Linked DNA regions of Mus musculus: region 2 is linked to region 1. A link is a contact called in public HiChIP or PLAC-seq data. All regions are on one chromosome and are shown on one strand. The core of a region is the stretch at or near the end of the contact, and the rest is flanking DNA. Distances in the headings are between cores, read along the strand shown.

Region 1 (4,944 bases), core at 910-3,409:
CATTCACATACTCTATGTTTCTGGATGAAAAGAGGTCCCAATTTGGAACTATGCACAAACTATTTCTGCATATCCTAAGAGCATCAGAAGGAGACAGAAGTGCTTTCTGAATTCCCACAACCTCGCCTGTCTTCATTACCCTTTATGAACCAGTGCTCTTCAAACAACCTGAAGTTGCTACACTGTAATGTAGAAACATGCATATGCATTTAGATTCAAACACAAGTGACCAAAGCCGTAGTTTAAAACTTGTTTATTGGGGCTGGAGAGATGATTCAGCAGTTAAGAGCACTGACTGCTCTTTCAGAGGTTGTGAGTTCAATTCCCAGCAACTACAGGGTGGCTCACAACCATCTTTAGTGGGATCTGATGCCCTCTTCTGGCTCACTGGTATACATACACATAGAGCACTCATACATAAAATAGATAAATAGAGACTTGGTTATTATATAATATTGCAAGAGGAATGCTAGCACTTTAACCTTATGTACTATTAAGAAACCCACCCTGCTCTGCTCCCAACTCATTTGAGATACAATTGAGTCAACAAAATCATTAAAGATGGATGTGGAGTCTAGTGACCACTCTAGTAGATTCTAGGGCCTTATCCCACTGGGGACCTGATACTCTTTCCCTTGTAACAGTTCCATCTTTGTAGCTATTACATATTCATCATCAGTGTATATGTATGTGTCACCTTCATGCATGTGTGGATGTCAGAAGATAACTTTTGGGAGTCAGCTGTCCCCTCCTAGTGTGTGTGACCCAGATATTGAACTCAGCTCATCAAGCTTGGTGGCAGGTGTTCTTACCTCCTAAGTCATCTTGCTTGCCCAAGACTTTCATCTTTTTAAATTTGGAGAGCATAGTAATACTGAAAGTTTTACTTTTAACAAACCTTATTAGAGATAATTTCAAATATGCAGTTTCATGTTTTCTGATTAAACATAACCAGCTGTTAGTAGCACATTGAAGAGATGCCCTCATCCCATTGTGGAAAATAACTTTCCTTATATGTTCAGGGACTACGTGAAATGTATGAATGTAGCATAATATGTTCTTTTTTTTTTTAAGTTAGTAAAGTAAACCAAGTAAGTCTTTAGAGAGAACATCTTACTAGGGTCTTTTGAGAAGGGAAAGACAGTGTATAAAGCCTGCTTACACAGGAAAGACAGGTGTTGGGCTTATCTGAAAGGAATTAGACAAAATTATTAATGAATGAAAAAAAAATTAAAGGACATGATTGTTTGTCTTGGTCAGGGTTTCTGTTGCTACAACAAAACACCATGACCAAGAAGCAAGTTGGGAGGAAAGGGTTTGTTCAGCTTACACTTCCACACTGCTATTCCTCAATGAAGGAGGTCAGGACAGAAACTCAAACAGGGCAGGATCCTAGAGACAGGATCTGATGTCATGGAGGGGTTGCTTATTGGCTTGCTTCCCCTGAATTGATTAGCCTGCTTTCTTATGGACACCATTATCACCTGCCCAGGCAAGGCACCACCCACAATGGCCTGGGTCTTTCCCCATCAATCGCTAATTAAGAAAATGCCTTACAGCCAGATCTGATGGAGTCCTTTACTCAGTTATGGTTCCCTCCCTTCAGATAACTCTAGCTTGTCTGTGACCTTGACACAAGGCTAAGGGGTTGAGATTTTTGTTATAGGTATAAGGAAGAGCACTGATAGAGGCAGATATAGGGGAAGAGTCCAGTGTGAACATGACAGACAGGCTGAACTGATCCAGGTATGGAGAGAGGGGAAAGTAAGGGAGAGCCAGAAGCTGAAAGACCAAAAAAGACATGGGTAGCCAAAGCTGCCGGGTTATGTAGGGAGAAGAGCTGGGGGAGGGGCGCCCCAGCTGAGGAGGGCCTGGTAACCAGCATCCGCTTTCCTTCCTATGTTAAAAGTCACCTTAGCCATTGGTTTGAAACCTAACAATTGATGACTGTTTAGAGGATCTAATTTGTTTTTTTCCTCAGTGGAAGTGAGCCTGCCTTGGAAAGAGCCAGCCAGTGTCCCACCTACTTAAGTCTTAAGAGTCTCACTGTATGGCCATTGTTAAACATCAACTCTCTAACACAATGTATTAGTCAGGAAAATGTAAGGAGAAGCTAGACGCGATTCCTCTTTCACTAAAACTGTTAATCACTTGGAATAGGGAAGTTAGAAGAGTCCAGTGGTAAGGTTTGGACCTTCAGATAAATCTGACAGTGATTTACAGGAACCAGAAGTAGGCACTGAGAAACAAGAGTTTAAGGCAAAAGCATTCCTCACGAGAAGAGAAGCGCATTTCTTTCCTTACTCGGTTTTTACATACTAGTTTCTGGATGTATAAATCATATTAAACATAGATTCTGTAAGGCAATCATACCAGGTAATCAAATCTTGTCATTTGGATCAATTTATTTACAAAGTTACACTGTCTCTGGGGATCCTGTAAAAAGGGTGAAAAGCAATTAAAATGAGTTACTGTGGGAGAGGTTACCAGGGTTAAAGTCCAGGCCCACCCACTAACATTCCAGACATTTAGCAGAGGTCTGTATGTGCAAGGTAGCAAATTAGGGTTTGCCACTTGTGGTATTAAGTTAATTAATTAGCATCAGAGGAAAGAGAAGTCACAGATTAGACAGTAAGTACAGACAGCAAGAAAGGAACATAGAACTATTCCGAGGTTGCTGAGCCCGAAGTTCCAGAGTTTCAAATACGCTTGTTCAAAATGTAATGGCCTTGATTCTCACCAACATGCCTTCCAGATAATTTTAGGAAAGGGGGCTTAATTTGTGGAACTCAGTGAGGGAATACATGTTCTTCTGTGCCACAATCAGTACCTTATGGGTAGTGGCAGGGGTCTCTTACAGAAAGGCTTTTGCATTAGCTTTAGGATAAAGCCCTGCAAAAGACAAGTTTCCAGCCTGAACAGCACATGGATGCCAGAAGAGTCTTCTAATGGGTTATAAACATAAGTGAAAAACCACACAGATTAAAAACCAACATTATTATTATTATTATTATTATTATTATTATTATTACTAATATAGCAGTGGTGGTAGAAGAACCTGAGAGGAACTTCCAGCTATCAGAGGCTCCACCAAACAGGCTCTCATTATGTAGATGAAGCTGGCCTTGAATCCATACAGATCCTCCTACCTCTGGCCCTGTTTTCTAGGTACTGGTGGTAAAGGGGTTTATCATTGTCCTAGTTTGCTTTCTGTTGTGTAGATGTTAGGCCTGCCTCCCAGTCCCATGCTTCCAGAAATAAGACTTAGACTCAAAATACATTTACAAATAACTTGGTCATATAGCTAGATTCTTCTCTGTCTAAAATCATAACTTAAGATAACCCATTTCTTTTCATCTACATTTTGCCACGTGTCTGGTTTCCTGTGCTCGTCAGTATCCTCACATCTTCCTGGGTGGACTTTCTCCAGCCTGGCTGTCTCCCAGAACTCTTTCTCCTCCCAGATGTCCCACTTTCTATTTCTTGCCTAAGCCTTAGGCTTTTTAATTGACAGTTGATGCATTCATACAATATACAAGATATTTTCTCTACACTGTTGCTGTGATAAAACCCCATGGCCAAAAGCAACTGGGGAGTTAAAAGTTTATTTCATTGTATAACTCCTGACCACCGTCCATCATTGAGAGAAACTGAGGCAGGAACTGAAGTAGAATTCATGGAGAACCACTGCTTACTGACTTGCTTCCCATCTTTTGCCCACTTTTAGTTAGGGCCAGCCACCTCACTAATGGTGGCATGTTCCACAGTTAATTGGGTCCTTCTACATCAGTCATTAATCAAAAAATATCCCCCCCCCCCACACAGACTTGCCTACAGGCCACCTAAGGGAGGCAATATCTCTATTAAAATGTTTCCCATTCACTGTGGGTTGCAAGTCACATGTCAGAAAGATCCTACATGTTAGATATTTCCATTATGATTCATAACAGTAGCACAATTTTCAGTTATGAAGTAAGCTTTAATGCAGTGGTTCTCAACATGTTAGTCGGGATCCCTTTAAGGGTCACATAGCTGATATCCCACATATCAGATATTTATATTGTAATTCATAAGGGGAGCAAAATTACAGATATGAAGTACAAACAAAAAAATAATTTCATGGTTGGGGATCAACACAACATGAGGAACTGTATTAAAGGGCCATAGCATTAGGAAGGTTGAGAACCACTGCCCTGAGAGTCCCTCTTCCCAGTCCTATCTAGGTTTGTATCAATTTGAGAAACCCAAAAGTACACCCACCATGACCAACTCTTCAGCTTCACTTTAAAAATAGAACTACAAAATAAGATCCAAATTCTTTCCGATTTAGATGAGCAAAAATCCAGAAGCTTGATAATCCAGTGACTTGAAGGTATGGGAGAGCAGTGACTTTGTATTGTTAGAACTATAAATTAGTGAAGCTATATACAAGAACAATTTGAAGTACCTTTTAGAACCAAAATGCATACCCTCTTATATCCAGAAAGTCTATCTTTGGGAACCCATTCCACAGTTATACAAACACATCCTGAATCGCATGAATACATTCATCAATAGAATATCGTCATTGTTTGTTATAAAGACAAGCAAGAACAACCGTTTATACCGGTTGTGTGAAACAGACTAGGGTCTGTCTACATGCTAGGACAGCATGTATTTTGATACCGCCCCCAAACACAGGGTCTTTACTACAACAACAATGATGACATGCTGTTTTCTACTATTTTATGGGTGACAAGGCTTAATTGGCAAGTTTGGCTCTATGAAACTAAGGCTGCCTCAGTTTGTAGTCATCTGGACACTCCAGGAGATTAGAATGACCAAGATGGCACACTCCTACAGCTGGCAGCTGGTTGAGTATGAGACATCTGCTGCCTGTAGGGGTGAATCCTTCATGTTGCCTCCTTTCTCAGCTTGAACTTCTAGCTTGGTGGTTACCTTCCT
Region 2 (4,944 bases), core at 799-3,298, 870 kb before region 1:
ACTAATATCCAATATATATAAAGAACTCAAGAAGGTGGACTCCAGAAAATCAAATAACCCAGTTAAAATATGGAGCTCAGAGCTAAACAAAGAATTCTCACCTGAGGAATACCAAATAGCTGAGAAGCACCTGAAAAAATGTTCAGCATCCTTAATGATCAGCGAAATGCAAATCAAAACAACCCTGAGATTCCACCTCACAGCAGTCAGAATGGCTAAGATCAAAATTTCAGGTGACAGCAGATGCTGGCAAGGATGTGGAGAAAGAGGAACACTCCTCCATTGCTGGTGGGATTGCAAGCTTGTACAACCACTCTGGAAATCAGTCTGACAGTTCCTCAGAATTTGGACATAGTAGTACCAGAGGATCCTGCAATACCTCTCCTTGGCATATATCCAGAAGATGCCCCAACTGGTAAGAAGGATACATTCTCCACTATGTTCATAGCAGCCTTATTTATAATAGCCAGAAGCTGGAAAGAACCCAGATGCTCCTCAACAGAGGAATGGATACAGAAAATGTGGTACATTTACACAATGGAGTACCACTCAGCTATTAAAAAGAATGAATTTATGAAATTCCCAGGCAAATGGTTGGACCTGGAGGGCATCATCCTGAGTGAGGTAACCCAATCACAAAGGAACTCGCACAATATGTACTCACTGATAAGTGGATATTAGCCCAGAAACTTAGGATACCCAAGATATAAGATACAACTTGCCAAACGCATGAAATTCAAGAAGAACGAAGACCAAAGTGTGGACACTTTACCCTTTCTTAGAATTGGGAACAAAACAACCATGGAAGGAGTTACAGAGACAAAGTTTGCAGCTGAGATAAAAGGATAGACCATCTAGAGACTGCCATATCCGGGGATCCATCACATAATCAGCCTCCAAACCATGACACCATTGCATACACTAGCAAGATTTTGCTGAAAGGACCCTGATAAAGCTGTCTCTTGTGAAGCTATGCCAGGGCCTAGCCAACACAGAAGTGGATGCTCACAGTCAGCTATTGGATGGATCACAGGGCCCCCAGTGGAGGAGCTAGAGAAAATATCCAAGGAGCTAAAGGGGTCTGCAAACCTATCGGTGGAACAACATTATGAACTAACCAGTACCCCCTGGCGCTCGTGTCTCTAGCTTCATATGTATCTGAAGATGGCCTAGTTAGCCATCAGTGGAAAGAGAGGCCCATTGGTCGTGCAAACTTTGTATGCCTCACTCAGTACAGGGGAAAGCCAGGGCCAAGAAGTGGGAGTGTGTGGGTAGGGAAGTGTGGGGGCAGGGGGGAGGTTATGGGTTTGTTTTGGGGGATAGCACTGGATATGTAAATGGAGAAAATACCTAGTATAAAAAATATAAAAAATAATGTTTGAGGCCTTCCTCTATTGCTATTTGTCTTATTTTTTGATATATGCTTCCTCAGCATTTCAGCAAGATTAGCTGGACAGCATGCCTGGCGTTTTATGTAGGCGATGAGGATCTGAATTTAGGTGGTCAGGTCTTGACAGCAAGCACTTTATTTTTGAGCCATTTTCACACCCCCAACATTTATTCCTGTATTGTCCTTCCTTACATAGTAACCTCTAGTGAACTGACACTAATAATTTTTCTTGTTAGTCTTCTATTCCAAGGAATAGTTATAGACAACAGCAAAGATAAGGCTTGTTTAGCTAATACTGCTCTCCATGATTTTAAGCATTAATATATTCTGTCACAGAAGCATAAGAACAGTGTTTCTCCCCCACGTTGAGTACAAATTCCTCACACCTGAAGAAAGATCACTTTCTTCACTGAGTGTCACCAAGTCCCTCTGTCCCTCTGTTCCTCTGTCTTTACCAGTGTTGACATCTGGCCAAATGAGGAAGCTGTTTTCCAGGATCCAGCTCTCTGTACTAGAATGTTGGAAGTTAACAGCTAACCGCATTCAGCATCACAGGGAGGGACTGTGATTTCTCAGCTGATACTAAAGTCAATATAAATTGAACTGCACGAGTTAGCAAACAGTAAGACACAGGAGGAGAACTCTTAAGAGTTCTCAAGATGTGGGGCAAAGGAAGAAACAGCTTGTCATTCAGGAAATGAAGCCCCAAGTGGAACAAGGTGCTTCCTCTTCTGCAATGCTGCCATTCACTTACTGGGAGCAGAAGTGAGGAAATAGAGTTTGAGTATCAATTTCTTTGAACAGAGGACAGAAAGCTTTGTCTTCTTGCTTTTATCCCATTCTTTCTGTTGTGAGCATTCTTCACTAATGACAGAGATGGCATTGAATTACTATTTAACTCTTCTAAGTACTTGCAATAGTTTGTGGGAAATTTATATCTTCTAAACAGTATGCTCACAAAATCAGCTGACACTAAACAGAAAATATGATTTTAACTGATTCTTTCTTCATTGAGAATTATGTTTGGTTCAAGTTGACTTAAACATGTCAGTGGTCAGTGATTTTGTAGGAACTTATGATCTGGTACATGGACATGAACATATACAAATGGCGAAAAACCAAACATAAAACAACAAAAAGTCACATAGCAAGAATGAACCCAAATAATCTCTCTGCATCTCTTTACCTATATTGATTTCATCATCAGTCCTCTGTATATACAGATATAGAAGATCTTCCAATTTCACAGTGGTATATTGCCACTTAACAATTAGCATTTGACATGAAACACAGGCATTACAAGTCTAACAAAGGACTTTTGTGGCAGTCTGAAACAATTAACCATTAGTACCAGAAAAAGGAAACCTAGGGCACAGAAGACTTTAATATCAAAACAAAACCACAGATGTAATTAAGAAGAATGCTGTAACTTTGCTAGTCAGAGATTATTATGAACTTAATTGTTCTACTTACTCCTCAAGATTCTACCATGATCTCAGAGTACGAATATTTAGAGGTAGGAATTTTAGAAGAGTATTAACGTCATTTGGTGAACTCTGCTTTCTCTCTCTCTCTCTCTCTCACACACACACACTCACACACACACACACACACACACACACACACACACACACACACACATACACACACACAAAATACATATACATATATATATATATACACATATGTATATATGTACATGTATAAATATATGACACAAACTTAGAGCAAATGGCAGGAGGTGGTACACGGAAAAAGTTGGAGAGTGGAAAGGAAAAGGTGTATTTTATTTCTAAAATTAAAATTAAAATAAGTACCAGAGCAGTTTATTTGGCTTTTGAGTTTGAGACTTTTTTCATAATTCTAGCTTTAAATAGTATTTACTCTGCTGACAACAAGATTAAAATATACTTTTAAAGACAAAGTGTACCTGACTTCTTCATTTTTTCCTCATTTTGCTCCAGTGTAAAACTAGTGTGTTCTAGTTGTTTTCTCCAACAGCCACAAGGAAACTGTCACACCCCTCATGAGGTTAGTGACTGCAGTAGTAAGACAATCATGCCTGGCTTGTTATAGGCTCTAGAGAAAGTATTCAAGGGATATATACAATGCATGAAATAAAGACAAAAGGAAAACAGGGGTGGATATCAATTGCTTCACCTCTCTGGTGTGAATATGACTGTTGTTCTGCATTCTGATGAAATTCTCCTCCTGTTTATTTGAGGGTCATCTCGTAAAAGTAGAAGACATATGGAGTGAAAATATTAGACAGCATCAGTCTCTAAAGACTAGATTTACATCTGAGATCCTACCCATAGCTAAGCAGTTTTACTCATGGTTTCTTCCAGTCTTACCTAGCATTCCACTATTGATAAAGGCAGCTTATTAAAGACTTTAGTCTGAAAGTTACTATGGTGACATAAAGAGATCAAGTAAGATCAAGGCGGTCTACTAGACCACTAGGGACTTAAGAAGTCAAAAGAAGGGGCTGAATTCGTTGGAGCTGTACATCACACAATCATGAACTGCTTGATGTGGGTGCTGGGAGTTGATTTTAATTTGCCAGCTAGAGCAGCACATGCTCCTGACCACTGACACAGATATATCAGGTTGGTGAGGCTCAATATGTTTCCCATTTTACTCCTCAATAAATATGGCCAGCTAGAGCTGCAGGATATACTGTTATTGGCGTTCAGGAAAGAAGGGGGACCAGACAATTGCCCTTTTAAAGCATAATCAGACAGCCTAAATGCTGGTCATTCTGAAGTTAACACAATTGCTGCTATGAAGGTGCTTCTCCTTCCAAATGGCTCATTTTAATTTAACCAAATAGGAGATGATCCTGAATAGACAGATCTTGAACACTTGAGAGGCCATTTATAGGAATGTTTGTTTTCCTAGCAGCTGAGAAGACTCCCAATAGTAGCATATTGTGATTGTTCTCCTGTTCTTCCTGAAAGCACTAAGCTTCAGCACCTGCACTTGGACTGTGCCTTGCTCATGGCCTTTCTTCTCCCCTTCTCTACAGACTTCCAACTTGCTAAATGCACCCCCACAATATCTAACCCTAGCTCTGACTCTTTCACAAAATCAGGACAACATTAAACTTAACAATTCCATTGTTTTTTTTTAATTAAATACCAATGACTACCTTTTAAAAAACCTATTGTGCCAGATTTGTTATTTGCTGCCATTAAAATAATAAAAATAAGTAAAGAAGCTGAATTATATTCATTTATTTATTTTCATTAAATCTTGCTTATTATATAACAAGAAGCATATAGGACTACAGAGTCACAAACTTGTCTCTGTCTGAGAGGGAGTATACATTAGTAAGATAGATAATAGCTATCAAAGTCCAAGTGAGGCTAGGACTAAGGAAGGCTTCAGCACTTGGAAATGTTTCAAGTGGTTGTTTAAATTTCAAGAATGGGGATCTAAGCAAGACTTCAGTGAAAAGATAATTTCTTCAAGTGACTGAACACTAAGGTATTTTTCAATATATAACAAAAGATCAAAGGATATTGTTGTACTAAAATAATACTCATTATTTA

Evidence for each region. HiChIP or PLAC-seq counts read pairs in DNA pulled down with a chosen protein or histone mark.
Region 2: an H3K27ac HiChIP or PLAC-seq map of microglia shows a contact between it and region 1, with 6 times the contacts expected there. The contact joins two enhancer-like sites. A contact is called at or near these places in 1 of 115 datasets of contacts at active chromatin or transcription factors (microglia) and 1 of 9 other capture datasets (embryonic stem cells).

The regions. Positions count from the first base shown.
Region 1 is chr10:37,110,111-37,115,054 of GRCm38.p6, reverse strand. No RefSeq gene overlaps it. Among named protein-coding and RNA genes, the nearest start is that of Marcks, 26 kb to the left of the region's middle. Within about 2 kb of position 2,159, at least 10 of the 459 cell types and tissues checked have an H3K27ac peak or open chromatin away from gene starts, as enhancers often do. A contact at or near this core is called in microglia, where this site is marked.
Region 2 is chr10:37,976,250-37,981,193 of GRCm38.p6, reverse strand. No RefSeq gene overlaps it. Among named protein-coding and RNA genes, the nearest start is that of Gm46220, 81 kb to the left of the region's middle. Within about 2 kb of position 2,048, at least 6 of the 459 cell types and tissues checked have an H3K27ac peak or open chromatin away from gene starts, as enhancers often do. A contact at or near this core is called in microglia, where this site is marked.